Regions from separate parts of the Mus musculus genome. Here all the other regions are linked to region 3. Evidence: chromatin contacts called from public promoter capture Hi-C data. All regions are on one chromosome and are shown on one strand. Each heading gives the region's core, a stretch centred on a gene start, on an enhancer-like site or on the middle of the called end of the contact. The rest is flanking DNA. Distances are from core to core; before and after follow the strand shown.

Region 1 (4,540 bases), core at 428-2,927, 1.8 Mb after region 3:
CACATTTTTCTGAGCCGGATCTCACTATGGAGCCTTGGCTGGCCCAAAACTCACTACGTAGACCTGGCTGGCCTCTAACTGCTGAATGCTAAGATTAAAGTCCTATATCACCATGCCCTGCAAAGGTCTTTATTTTTCAACGAAAGTATGTTACCATTCCATAACCTCAGAGTAAATTAATTCTAATGTCTTTTTCTTTTTTTTGAGACAGAGTTTCTTTGGGTAGCCCCAGCTGTCCTGGAGCTAGCTTTGTAGACCAGGCTAGGCTCAAACTCACACAGATCCACCTGCCCCTGCTTCCTGAGTGCTAAGATTAAAGGTGTGTGTCCCCGCCACCCAGCTTCCTAAAGTCCTTTCAGAGGCTAGGTGGAGATCTGCCTGCCTCTGCCTCTCCAACACTAGGATTGAAGGTAAAAGTCACCTTGCCTGGCCTGCAACAAATTTTCAACACCATTCTTTCCCCTTGGTCCAGGAACAAACTCATAACTCTATCAGGGCAGAAACTGAAAAACTCCGTGTTTGGTATCTCTCTTCCCTTAAGCACTTGCTGAGCAAGGCTGAGGCCTGAGTTCAATCACACAGAGCCACAGACTCTGCAAGAGACAGACTCCCACACACGCACGCACCATGATGCACACCAAGGCACACATATGTCCACACCCACCTGTCCCTACAAAACAGTCAGCACAACATGTGTTCAAGAGCTAAATGGACAAGCAAGTAACAGTCTGTCATGTTCAGAGTAACACTGTGAAACCAAGACCTTCAACTCCGAATGCAGTTGGCAGTTTATTACACCGAATCTTAACTGTTTCCGGTTGTTAACCTTCATGGTGCAGACTCTCCTTCTCTATCACCATACTATGACCCCAGAGAACAAGAACTTGTTTCCTGTCAGGTAGGGTACCGGGTGACCTATAGTGTATTCATGAAGTGGATATAGGGGGTTCAAGACCTCGACTGCACAGCAAATGTGAGGTGAGCTTGGGCTACAATAAACCCTATACTGACACTGTAACAAAAGCGACCCTCCCAAAAGACCCCCAGGACAACAACAATAAAAAAAGAAAAGCTGTCGTTCTCTCCAATGCACTCCATGGTGCAAACCAAAGGGACTATAAACTTCCGTTAGGGACATTGCATACAAACTGAACTCGACAGGTTGACAGGTTGAAGCCCTATTCTGAATTCTGACCCTGAGCTGTATTCTGACTCTCGATCCTCCCAGGACGTGGGCTTCGGGACGTCTACTCCGTCTTCTAAGCACTACAAACTAAGGGGACATAACACACCTTCCGAATGCTGCGGTAGACCATGAACCCTCATTTTGCAGGTCAAAGCGGAAGCGTGGCAGCTTTAACACATTCTGAGATCTGGGGGTGCCATGCTCCCACACGTGGTACCCCTCCTCCTTCACCTCACACCGATTCCTGACCTGCCTCGGTCCCCTGATTGGAACCATCGTCTCCCAGCCCGTGAGAGGTTGGCTCCCGAGCCAGCCCGGCCGCCCCGCGCCGCTCACCTTCTTCGTGCGCCCTTGGATCTGCGTCAGAGCCTTCTCAAACTGCGAGTCTTCCTGCGGGTTCAATGCCAGACTCGGCTTCGCGGGGCCTGCTAACCCAGCCATGCTGGAGAACCCGAACAAGTCAATCCACGCGGAGCCTTCGGAAGTGACGTTTCCTTCGCGTCTCGGAAGCGGAAGTAGAGGCGGAAGTGTAGCAAAAGAGCAGGCCCCGGTGTCTAGAATTGAGGCAGCTCGAGCGCCACCTACTGGCCACAAACTAAAAACATTTAAAATCGGATTAAGGCTCCGTTGGTGAAGCGCTTGTTCTCAGTCCTAGGTTTGAAACCCAGTGCCTCATAAAATGTGACTGGAGCCACGCCCCCTGCCCCCATCTGTAATCCCAACACTTGGGAGGTAGAGGCAGGAGGATCAGGAGTTCAGCGCCATTCTCATAAACATAGTTCGAAGACAGCCTGGGCTCCATGGACTCAAAAACAAATTTAAAGTCTCAAACATTAGCCATGCCCGTTGCCTGTTCATGCCAACGTGCAACAGGAAAAGCCTTCCCCTCTGTGGGCTCCTTTTGTAAACTTTGTAAACGCTCAAGCAGGAAAGTGGCCAGGCCCCTGCCTGAGGAGATCCAGTGGCCAACCTCCCCAGTCCCCCCACCCCCGCATGTTTTCCAACGTCCCTAATGGTTTTCTAACCATCCAAAAGTGGGAGAGTGGCCAGACCCTGCCCTACAAGAAAAAAATTCCACCAGTCCCCGAGGTCTCTCAAGTTCAGGACTTGAAATTCCACCAGTCCTCATCATGGAAGTCTCCACAGCATAATCCAACACCTATTTATATTTTTGATATTATACACCTGTGTCTGTGAGTGGGTATGTGTTCAGGAATTCAGATGACCATAGAGAATAATGGTGTCGGATCTCCTGAACTTGGAGTTCAGGCTGTTGAGAGATGTCCAATGTACTGGGAACTGAACTCAAGTCCTCTGGAAGAGCAGAAAATACTTTTAACTGTGAGCTATTTGTCTAGTCCCCATTTATTTTATTTTTATGCGATGAGTGTTTTGCCTGTATATGTACCCTATATGTGCAGTGCCTGCAGTGGCCAGAAGAGGGCATCAGAACACTGGAACTGGAATTAAGGACTGTGAGCTCTTGACCACAGAGCCATCTCTTGAGTTCCCTAGTAAGTTTCTTTAGGTAACACAATAGGAATTTTGAGAAAACAAAAGGAGAAGCTTGTAAGAGTTTCTTATGTTGAAACAGTTGTCTTTTCTCCATTTGTTTATTTACTTATAGATTAATTGATTGACAGGTTGATTGATTTTGTGTGTAGTGTATGCCTGTCAGTGAGTATGGGTGTGTGCACCCTTGTGCTGCATCGCATGTGTCTAGGTCAAAGGACTACTTGCTGTAGTTCTTTCCTTCCACGGTATGGGTTTTGGGGACTCAGGCTTAGTGGCAAGTGCCTTTACTTGTTGAGCCACCTTACTGACCCGGTCTGAAGATTATTTTAAGCAAAATATTTTTGAGACTCAGTGGATAAAAAAAGAAGCCCTTTATCTAAGAGAGCAACTTCTGGGGAGATGGGGCTTCCTTAAGCCCCTTTGGGGAATGTTATGACATAAGGAACACTGGAAGAGGGGCTGGAGGTGCAGGCTCAGCACAGAGCTTACCTGCCTTTTATGAAGCTCTGGCTTCTACTTCCAACTCTGAGTAAACCAACATCTAGGCAGCCAGCGATACATGAGACCCTCCCTGTCCCTACAAAAGGAGGAAGGCAATCAATGGCAAGATGGGTCTGAGGGTAAAGGCTATGGAGGTTAGGCTGAAGGCCTGAACTGGACCATAGAACCCAAATGGTAGAAGGTGAGGACCAACTCCAGCAGGCTGTCCTCTGGGGATGTCCTAGTTTTCTTTCTGTTGCTATGATAAGACAAACCAAAACCAACCTGGGGGAGAAGCAAGATTTTGTTCCTTATAGGTTAAAATCCATCATCGAGAGAAACCAAGGCAAGAACTGAAGTAGAAACCATGCAGGACCACTGCTTATTGGCTTGTTCCCAGGCTCACACTCAACCACTTTTCTTATATAACTCAGGCCATCTGTCAAAGGATGTTGGCATCCACGGTGGACTGAGCTCTCCTACGTCAGCCACCAATCAAGAAAATGCCCCAAAAGACACATCCCCAGGCCAATCTGATGGAGGCAACTCCTTAATTGAAGCTCCCTCTTCCTGAGTGTATCAGTTACCTTCCTGTGGCTGTGATAAAACACCTTGATCAATGGAAATTATGGGGAAAGGAGTTTACTTTGGTATATAGCTCCGGAGGAAGAGTCCATGATAGCAGAGAAGTCATGGCAGCAAATGGTAGCAGGAAGCATGGGCAGGCAGCCAAGAGAGTTGAGAGAGCCCATCTTCTGTAAACACAAAGCTTCTACTTCCCAAGTTCTGGCATGCACAATTCACCCAGCACCTTAGTTACTTTTCTAATAGTGTGGTGACACATCACCAGCAAGGCAACTTATAGAAGGAAGAATCTATTTAGAACTTACATTTCAGAGAGTGAGTCCATGACACTCATGGTAGGGGGTATGGCAGCAGGCAGCAGGCAGCAGGCAGCAGGCAGCAGGCAGCAGGCAGCAGGCAGCAGGCAGCAGGCAGCAGGCAGCAGGCAGCAGGCAGCAGGCAGCAGGCAGCAGGCAGCAGGCAGCAGGCAGCAGGCAGCAGGCAGCAGGCAGCAGGCAGCAGGCAGCAGGCAGCAGGCAGCAGGCAGGCAGGCAGGGCACTGAGAGCTGAGAGCATATATCCTAACCCATAAGTAGCAGGAAGACAGAAAGATGTCTGGTAATGGTATGGACTTTTGAAACCTCAAAGCCTTCCCTTAGTGATACATGTCCTCCAACAAGGCTCCACCTCCTAATTCTTCACAAACAGTTCCACCAACTGGGGACCACATACTCAAATACATCATCCCATGTATGGGGGCATTCTTATTTGAACCGTCACATCTGATTTATGTAG
Region 2 (4,349 bases), core at 732-3,231, 1.5 Mb before region 3:
CAGGTTCAACTGGCAAAATGTATAATTACCTTTTGAGAAGAGAGTTGCTGTGAGGATTTTTCTACATCAGCTTGACCTACGGGCTTGTCTATGGGGAATTTTCTTGACTACCTCAAGTGGTATAGGAAGTCACAGCTTGAAAGAGGGCAGCACCAATCCTGGGTTTAGGTCTTGGGGTGTAGGAAAGAAGGAAAAGCTACTTGGACACTCTCCAACCCTGTATTCATTTCTCCCTGCTTGTCCCAAGCTCCTGCAGGATCCTGCAGGATCCTGGAGGATCACTGCTTAGCAATGATGGGCCACGGATAAATCCTTTCCCACTTAAGGTTGCTTTTGTTAGGGTATTTATCACAGCAACAGAAAGAAAACCAGAAAAAGTCTTGCTCATCTGGCTTTGACCTTACTTACTAGGTATAGTTATGTCTATTAGAGGTATAGCTATGCATATTACTATGAATAGCTATGTACATTAGAAGACAGCTTTGAATTTCTGATCCAACTACCTCCACCCCCACCCCCAGCCAACTGCTGGGATTGCAACCATATACACACCAGCATACGAGACTGATATGCTAGGTGAACCCTCAACCGTCTGACCTTTGTTCCAACCTTAAGGATGCTATCTCAAGTTTCTGTTTGACTCCCACCAACAGCCACAGCTTTAGAGTAATCACATTATGCTCTTAAAATAGCCAATTATTTTTACTTAAGACTTTTTCATACAATATACTTTGATATACTTTTTATTATTTGTTTGTTTGTTTGTTTGCTTGCTTCTGAGGCAGGGTTTTTCTGTGGTCCCAGCTGTCTTGGAGCTGACTGTGTAGGTCAGGCTGGCTTCAAAACTGCCTCTGCTTCCTGAGTGCTGGGATTAAAGAAAGGTGTATGCTACCACATCCAACTTGATATGCTTTTTTAAAGTATGAGACTGGGGCCTGCAAGATGGTTCACTGGGTCAAAACAGTTGGCACCAAGCCTGAAGATCTGAATTCCCTAGCTCTGAGTTCCATCCCTGGAATCCACACGGTGGACAGGAACAACTGACTTCCTTTAGTTTTTCTCTGACCTCCTCATGATCTCTCTCTCTCTCTCTCTCTCTCTCTCTCTCTCACACACACACACACACACGCACACGCACACGCACACGCACACACACACGTAAAAGTAATTTAAAGAATGAGATTGAAAATGGAATGGGGATGTTGGAGGAGGGTGAAGAGAATTTCACGTAAGTGCCGTTTTCCTTTACCCAAGGGTAAATGAGAGTAGCTGCGGGGTGGGGTGCCTGCCTATCCTGGACAAGACCCCTGCCTTCATCCCCAGCACCACAAGAAACAAAGTTGCAACAATAAAACCTCAGGTTTAAACTGGAAGAGGATAGTAGACTATTAGAAACCAAAAGGAGGTGGAGCACCTGAAGTTAGACATGGCAAGCAGGTTGGAAACTGTCCCTCTTCTAGATCTCTGTCCAACAGCTTCAGCCTGGAGTTGTTAGCATAAAACTAAGGGATAAACTGCAAGGTCCAAGAAACCCTCCCTATGAGTTGGGCACCAAGCAGCTGGGATGGAGCACAGAGCACTGAGCACCTAGCACCTAACAGCTGGGGAGCAGAACTTTCTGTTTCATGCACTCCAATATTTGGGACTCTTACTCTGGATACAGGTAGAATCAGGGCTCCAGGAAACCACAATGCCTTTGGCTGGTAGCCCAACAATGTCTCAGTGTCTAACAGAACCAACAAGTCCACTTGAGGGATCTGCGGAGGTGGTAGCTATGGAATTCCAACAGGATGTTAACAACTTTTCCCTGAGGCGACCGCTGCTAGCTTTCTCTCCGCCCCTCGGAGGTGGGAGACCGCTAGTACTGCGCTACAGCTACAGCTCCTATTGGTGGAGGCTCCAAAACTCCTCCGCCCATTTCAGCCCACACGAGGAGCCCTTTGGTTCCAGCAACCATTCAGGGAAGGTCTCTATTGAGCCCAGGCACCAGTCCCCAATCCTCTGCAGTCGGTTTGATGCGCTGGGCAAAGCTGGACTAAGGAGTCTCATCTGGAAAAGAGGGTCCACGAAAAAGGCCAAAAGAAGCGCCAAAAGGAGGCTGCAGTTTGGAAAAGGGACAAGGGTGGCGCGGTTTGGACATCTTTTTGCGTTGCTGGGCGCGCGGAGTGCCTCTCTTGCTTCTCTTGCTTCGCCACCTATCCACAGTTCATGCAACCACGGGCACATCTCCTGCCCCAGAGCCCAAGTCCCTGAATAATGGAAGTTTCTAACCTCTCAGGCGCCACTCCCGGCCTTGCCTTTCCTCCGGGACCCGAGAGCTGCAGTGACAGCCCAAGTTCCGGCAGGAGCATGGGATCCACCCCAGGTGGGCTCATCTTGCCTGGCCGCGAGCCGCCCTTCTCTGCTTTCACCGTGCTTGTGGTGACTCTACTGGTGTTGCTGATCGTTGCCACTTTCTTATGGAATCTGCTAGTTCTGGTGACTATCCTGCGTGTCCGCGCCTTCCACCGCGTGCCACATAACTTGGTGGCCTCGACAGCCGTCTCGGATGTCCTGGTGGCGGCTCTGGTGATGCCTCTGAGCCTGGTGAGCGAGTTGTCCGTTGGGCGACGTTGGCAGCTAGGCAGGAGTCTGTGCCACGTGTGGATCTCCTTCGACGTGTTGTGCTGCACCGCCAGCATCTGGAACGTGGCGGCCATCGCCCTGGATCGCTACTGGACTATCACGCGCCACCTGCAGTACACGCTGCGCACCCGGAGCCGTGCTTCTGCGCTCATGATCGCGATCACCTGGGCACTGTCCGCGCTCATTGCTCTCGCCCCGCTGCTTTTTGGCTGGGGCGAAGCCTATGATGCTCGGCTGCAGCGTTGCCAGGTGAGCCAGGAGCCCTCCTATGCTGTCTTCTCCACCTGCGGAGCCTTCTACCTGCCTCTGGCGGTGGTGCTCTTCGTCTACTGGAAAATATACAAAGCCGCCAAATTTCGATTCGGCCGCAGACGGCGGGCGGTGGTACCGCTTCCTGCCACCACGCAGGTAACAGGGACTCTTTGTGGATTTCTCGGTGTGGATGTGGGGGTGGGGGTAGTGCGGAGGAAGGGTCCTGGAAAGAAATAAAAATAGAAAATGGAAGAGTAGAACGGAGTTTGGACTTTGGTGTGTAAGAGAGGAGAGGAAATGTCGCATCTGGAGCGCGGGAGAAGGCCATCTGCTCTTGAGCTCGTGGGGTGGCTTAGCGCTTGTATTTCTAGAGAACCACCTGCGGGATATGCACCTGTGAAAATTATTTTCTAAACTTGTACATGAGAACTAGCTCTGGAGCCTCCAAACCTCGTGTGTGTGTGTGTGTGTGTGTGTGTGTGAGTGTGTGTGTGTGTGTGTGTGTGTTGTTTTGAGACGGGGTCTCATGAGGCCCAGATTGAACTCCAACTTTTTATGGAAAAGTATAACCTTGGACTTCTAATCCCAGCACTCAGGAGGCAGAAGCAAGTGGATTTCTGAGTTCGAGGCCAGCCTGGTCTACAGAGTGAGTTCCAGGACAGCCAGGGCTATACAGAGAAACCCTGTCTCGAAAAACAAAACAAAACAAAACAAACAAACAAACAAACAAAAAACCCACCGTGGACTTCTAATCCCCTGGCCTCAAGTGGAGGATTACAGGCATGCATTACCAATCTCCTTGAATTGGGGCGGGGGTGGGGTGGTGGAGGGAGAGGAAGGGAATGGAACTCCGGGGTTTCCTGTACCGGAAGCAACTCTCTACCAACTCAGCTACATCCCCAGCCTGTCTTTCTTGATAGTGATCAAGTCCTATCTACCTAGCTGGTCTTAGGCAGCCAAGACAGCTTGAGCTCTATCCCTGAGAGTTGTCCTCTGAGCTCCATGTGGACCACACATGCACACAAACTCGTAAATGTTACACACACACACACACACACACACACACACACACACACACCAATACTTAGCAGCAGTCATCATTCCTTCGATCCTGGAGTGGCTCTGTCCACATCAGGTCTGGAGTTGCCATCTTCTTGATCCTGGCTAGACTAGACTGTCCTGGACTTCTGTGGAATGTCAATTACGTTAATATAAGTAAAGAAATACCTGTAGCTGTCACTCTTTATTGTCATTGACCCCAGGTTCTTCTTCACAGTGACCAGATTCTAAAACTCTATAAGCCACTTCCCAACCCCCCCTTCTCTCTCTCTCTCTCTCTCTCTCTCTCTCTCTCTCTCTCTCTGTGTGTGTGTGTGTGTGTGTGTGTCTGTGTGTCTGTGTGTGTCTGTGTCTATGTGTGTGTGTCTCTGTGTGTGTCCCTTTGTTTACTTATCCCAATCCCAGAGATGTCT
Region 3 (4,435 bases), core at 8-2,507:
AAGTTCCAGGGAGGGGCCCAGCAATGTGTGTTTGCAGCAGCCAGCATCTCAGCTAGCCTTCACTCAGAGTGGGAAAGCAAGAGGAGGCAGGGACATGTGTCCACACCCTATCTGTCTGCCCCAGGACTGGCTCTGGGGCTGAGCAAAGCTTTCTGTGGAATCAGATGAACTGGGAAGCAGAGAATGCATGTGAGGCCGCATCTTCCTGGTTTCCCTCATGGCTCCTTCCAGAGGATATAAGTGTATTCTTTTCAATGTCCATAGGTAAACAAGAGAGCAATCTGCTGGCCAGAACAAGATAGATGATTTATTCCATCTAATCTAGTCCTTAGTCAGCATCTTACTTTATTTTATTTTATGTAGGACCCCACCCACCTTCTTCCCCAGGCTGGAGGAAGGAAGTAGGAAATGCTAGCTGAAACCCTCGCCCTCAGACCACACCTTCCACCCTTTGGGGGTGGGAGTATTTTAGCATACCCATCTATACCCCCTCCCACTCTCCTTTACTTATGCGGCTGGGAAAAGAATCTAGGGCCTCCTGCTTGCTGCACTAAGCTCTTAGTCACCCCTCCACGCCTCCTCCCTCCTGTCCTTTCTCTTCCTCCCCCTCCTCTTCCTTCCCAACCCTCTCCTCCATTCTCTCCGTGATTACAGAGTCTGACCCTGTATCCCAGGCTGCTCAAATAACCCAGACTGGCCTTTAACTCAAGGCAATCCCTCTGCATCAGCCCTTCAAATGCTGGATTTACAGGAATCTGCCACCACATTTGACCTAGTGTTTGCTGATAGTTCCCGAGGGGACTAGGAGTCAAGGACGCCGTCACATCCTCCTTAACGAGTAAACTAAGACAAGTGAAGGTTCTGGTCCACTCACATGTCACAAAAGCTTTGTAACAGGCCAGCCAATCACATAGTATCTCACTTATTAACCAAGGCTCTGCGGTGTTAAACTAGCGGTCCAAGGTCACACACCCGGTGTAGAAACCAGAATCCTGGCGGGATCCTCCACTTTGCACCTAGGTGCTCCTTCCCGACTCTTGGCCCTTCAATCTTGGACTGGAACCAAATCTCCCAGTCCTCGAGGAATCTGCATCCAGGGGAAGATCGCGAGCCGGGTCACCGCTCACCCCTTCTCTGGGACCCAGGGCGCTGCTGAGTCAGCGTAACCCGAGCAGCCCAGTGACCGCGAAGCCCCCGCCCCCGGCTTGCGCCCCGCCCAGATAGAGGGCCAGCCCCGTGGCCGAGCACAAGTGCACGAGTGCGACAGCTAGGCCAGGCGACAGCGCTGCCTACCAGAGCGCAGCATGACGGCCATCGGCGCGCAGGTAACCTGAGGGACCCGCGGGGCGCAGAGCCGGGGTACAGTCTATCATGGGGGAGGACTGGGAACTCTCAGTGACTGAAACTTTGGGTTAGGGTGACAACTCCCCAAGGTGCCCAGGTCTTTCTGGGACACCCTTCCCCCGGAAGGTTCCTCTGAGAGGTCGGGGGGGGGGGGTACCTGCTACCCCAATGCAGCTCGCTCTGCACGGTCTTCTCGGCCTCTGATGAGCACCAGAGACCACCAAACTTTTTTGCAGGGTCACCAGTTAGGCTTTTCTCGGGGGTCGTTGAGAATCTTTAAAAACTGGGGGTCTAGAGTTGCGGACTGTCAGGGTAGACTTAGAAAATGCCAGGCTTGGTTTATGTAACGGACGAGGACGTTGCTCGCGAAGCCAGAACTTTCTGAGAGGGCGACTGCAAATATCATCTTCCTCCGAAGCGCGTTTGAGGAGTTAGGTGGAACTGAGGTGGGACTGGATTCGCTGGGGACCTGACACTCGAGGTAAACGGTTCCCAGGACAGGAGCGGCCGCTTCCCCTAAGATCTGGCTTCTTTTGGAGCAATGCTGAGTGTTTGTGTTGGCTGAGAATCTCTGCATTCCTGCCCGCTTCAAAAGGCGGTCGGAAGTGTCCACTACCCCGCGGGCCAGCTTCCTGCTCACCCAGGCATCCCGGTGGCTGGCTGTGCTCCAGGCTGTCCACTGTCCGGTCTTGCCCTGAGAAGTACAGAGGTCAGTTGACTCTGCCTCCAGGTGCTCAGGCCCTGATAATTTTAGGTACTGTTCCGCCCATTAATCATTATTTTTATCATTATCAGCACTGCTTGAGATAGACAGGATCTGTTCTTTGTTGCTCAGGATGCTCTTAGACTCCTGGGCTCAATTCACCCTGCTTCCTTAGCCTTCCAGTAGCTGGCATTATAAGAATAGGCCACCTCTACAGCTCTACCCATTCTACAGAGAGATAACTGAGGCTCGAAAGTAACCTGGCCACAGTGGGTAGCCAAGTGACAGGATGTACACAAATTCAGGTCTTCCCAACTCCGAACCTCACTCACACTTTTGGTAACAAGAAGAAAAGAAAAACCTTGCAAGGCCACCCTCAAACTCTTTTATCCAGAACTCAGTTGCTAGGGTGTGGTAGGGACTCTGATTCGGTGACTTGTTTTTCTTTGTTCCTGGGTATATTCCAGACCATCTCCAGGGAAGGGAAGGCACAGGAGGAATGGAGGAATGAGCCAAGGTGTGGGGGCACCCCTAAAGGAGATACTCAGAAACCAGTGTGGGTGTGGGAGGAGCTAAACTAACCCGCCATAGGTAGGAGCCCCTTTAGGGGAAGAGGGAGGAGGGAGGGGAGGAGGGAGAGGGGAGGAGGAGGGAGAGAGGGTGAGGAAGAGGCAGTAAGAGGTAAAGGGGTGGGAGAAGGAGAGAGGGGGAAGAGAAAGCAAGGGAGAGGCAGCAAGAGGAGAGGGAGGAGGGAGCAGAAGAGGAGGAAGGAGGACAGGAGGCATATTTGCCCCAGACTCAGCTGCCTGTGCAAGTGAGGAAGATGAGCTACACCCATCTGTCAGCGCAGGGTGGGAGAGCACTCGTCCCTATTCTGAGGGGAACTTGAACAATGACTTCATCCCATAACAGTACCTAAGGTCCCTAAGGTGTTAGGTACCATTATCACCCTTCAGTGGAGATGAGGAGACCGGGTAATAAATGACAGGCAAAACCCAAGACCTGTTAGTGCAGGCCTCCCCTTTCTAGCTCCTTGAGAGACTGGGGCAGGAAGATCGCAGGTTCAAGGCCTACCTGGGCTAGAGCGAGTGTTCATCAGACTGTCTCAGAAGAAAACATTTAAGAAGTGTGTGTGGCTAGGGTGGAGCACTTGCCTAGCACGCAAGGGTCTATGCACTTAGCGAGAATGGGCACCAGGCCTCGAGCATGCAAGCAGTGGTTGAGCTGAAAGAAACAGTTAGGCACAGGCTGACGAAGAAAATTTCCTGTGTTAGGGGTAGTCAGCTCTGGGATGGCGGCCTGACACAGGCTTGGCAGAGAGCTCATTAAAGAGCAGTGGATACAGGAATGTGAAAAATGATTATACATCGTTGGGGTGTTATTGGTCTTGGGAAGCAGAGGCCCATCCGACATGGCATTGGGGTTAGCCTCATAAGCCTGGCAGAGTCAAAGCAACAGGTCAGTGGGAACCATCAGGGTCACACAGGTTCAAAGGGGATGAGAAGTGTTAGCATTGGGAGTCAAGGCCCTGTTTGAAGGGACTGTCTTAAGGCACAGAGAGATGAGGCTGTTGGGCAGGACTGGCTGCCCGCTTGCCCTTTTCTGCCCCCCCCTCTCAGCACCTGCCACTCAGCTGTGCCACCCTGCCTCCAGGAGAGCATTCCAGAGTCAATGGACGCTCGGTAGATATGACAGTGGTATGGGGTGAGGCACACAGGTTCAAGATGAAGATTGCTGGTGAGATGGACCACTCTGAAGAATTGAGAGCCAGCTGTGGGCCACACATTTCATATGTGGGGGCCAGGAGCATGGAATAACCTGAAGTGCCCTTCCGCCTCAGCCTCTGTCTACCTTGGTTTTGTTTGTTTGTTTTGGGTTTTGTTTGTTTGTTTGTTTGTTTTTTCAAAACGGGGTTTCTCTGTATAGTCCTGGCTGTCACTTTGTAGACTAGGCTGGCCTTGAACTCAGAAATCCACCTGCCTCTGCTGGGATTAAAGGCGTGTGCCACCATGCCCGGCTTCTACCTTGTTTTTTGAGACAGTGTCTTTCACTGGCCTAGAACTCAGCTAAACTGGCAGACCAGCCATTCCAAGTGGCTTGCCTGTCTCCCTGATGCTGAGACTACTAGCACCCACTACACCCAGGCTTATTATTATTTTTTTTTAATATGGGTTCTAGGGATGGAATTCAGGTCTTTGTGTTTGCAAGGCAGATATTTTACTGACTACCCCTTTGATGCCAGGCTCTCTTCCTGGCCTGGAACTCACCAAGTAGGTGAGACTGGCTGATCAGTGAGACCCTCCCTGCTACCTCCCCTTCCCCAGTGTGCAACAAGCCCCTCTTTTCTCCTGGCATCTGGGGATGGAGCTCAGGTCCTTAAGCTTACAA

Evidence for each region. Promoter capture Hi-C pulls out the DNA fragments that hold promoters and counts their contacts.
Region 1: a promoter capture Hi-C map of liver shows a contact between it and region 3, with 3 times the contacts expected there. The contact joins the promoter of Nifk here to the promoter of Tmem37 in region 3. A contact is called at or near these places in 1 of 39 promoter capture datasets (liver) and 2 of 9 other capture datasets (adipose tissue and liver).
Region 2: a contact with region 3 is called in a promoter capture Hi-C map of hippocampal neurons, with 2.1 times the contacts expected there. The contact joins the promoter of Htr5b here to the promoter of Tmem37 in region 3.

The regions. Positions count from the first base shown.
Region 1 is chr1:118,318,980-118,323,519 of GRCm38.p6, reverse strand. Nifk (nucleolar protein interacting with the FHA domain of MKI67) reads right to left here and starts at 1,677. Exons shown (of 7, transcript NM_026472.4): 1 at 1,523-1,677. The coding sequence starts at 1,627.
Region 2 is chr1:121,526,097-121,530,445 of GRCm38.p6, reverse strand. It overlaps Htr5b (5-hydroxytryptamine (serotonin) receptor 5B), which reads left to right and starts at 1,981. Exons shown (of 2, transcript NM_010483.3): 1 at 1,981-3,033. The coding sequence starts at 2,257.
Region 3 is chr1:120,070,602-120,075,036 of GRCm38.p6, reverse strand. It overlaps Tmem37 (transmembrane protein 37), which reads left to right and starts at 1,257. Exons shown (of 2, transcript NM_019432.2): 1 at 1,257-1,325. The coding sequence starts at 1,305.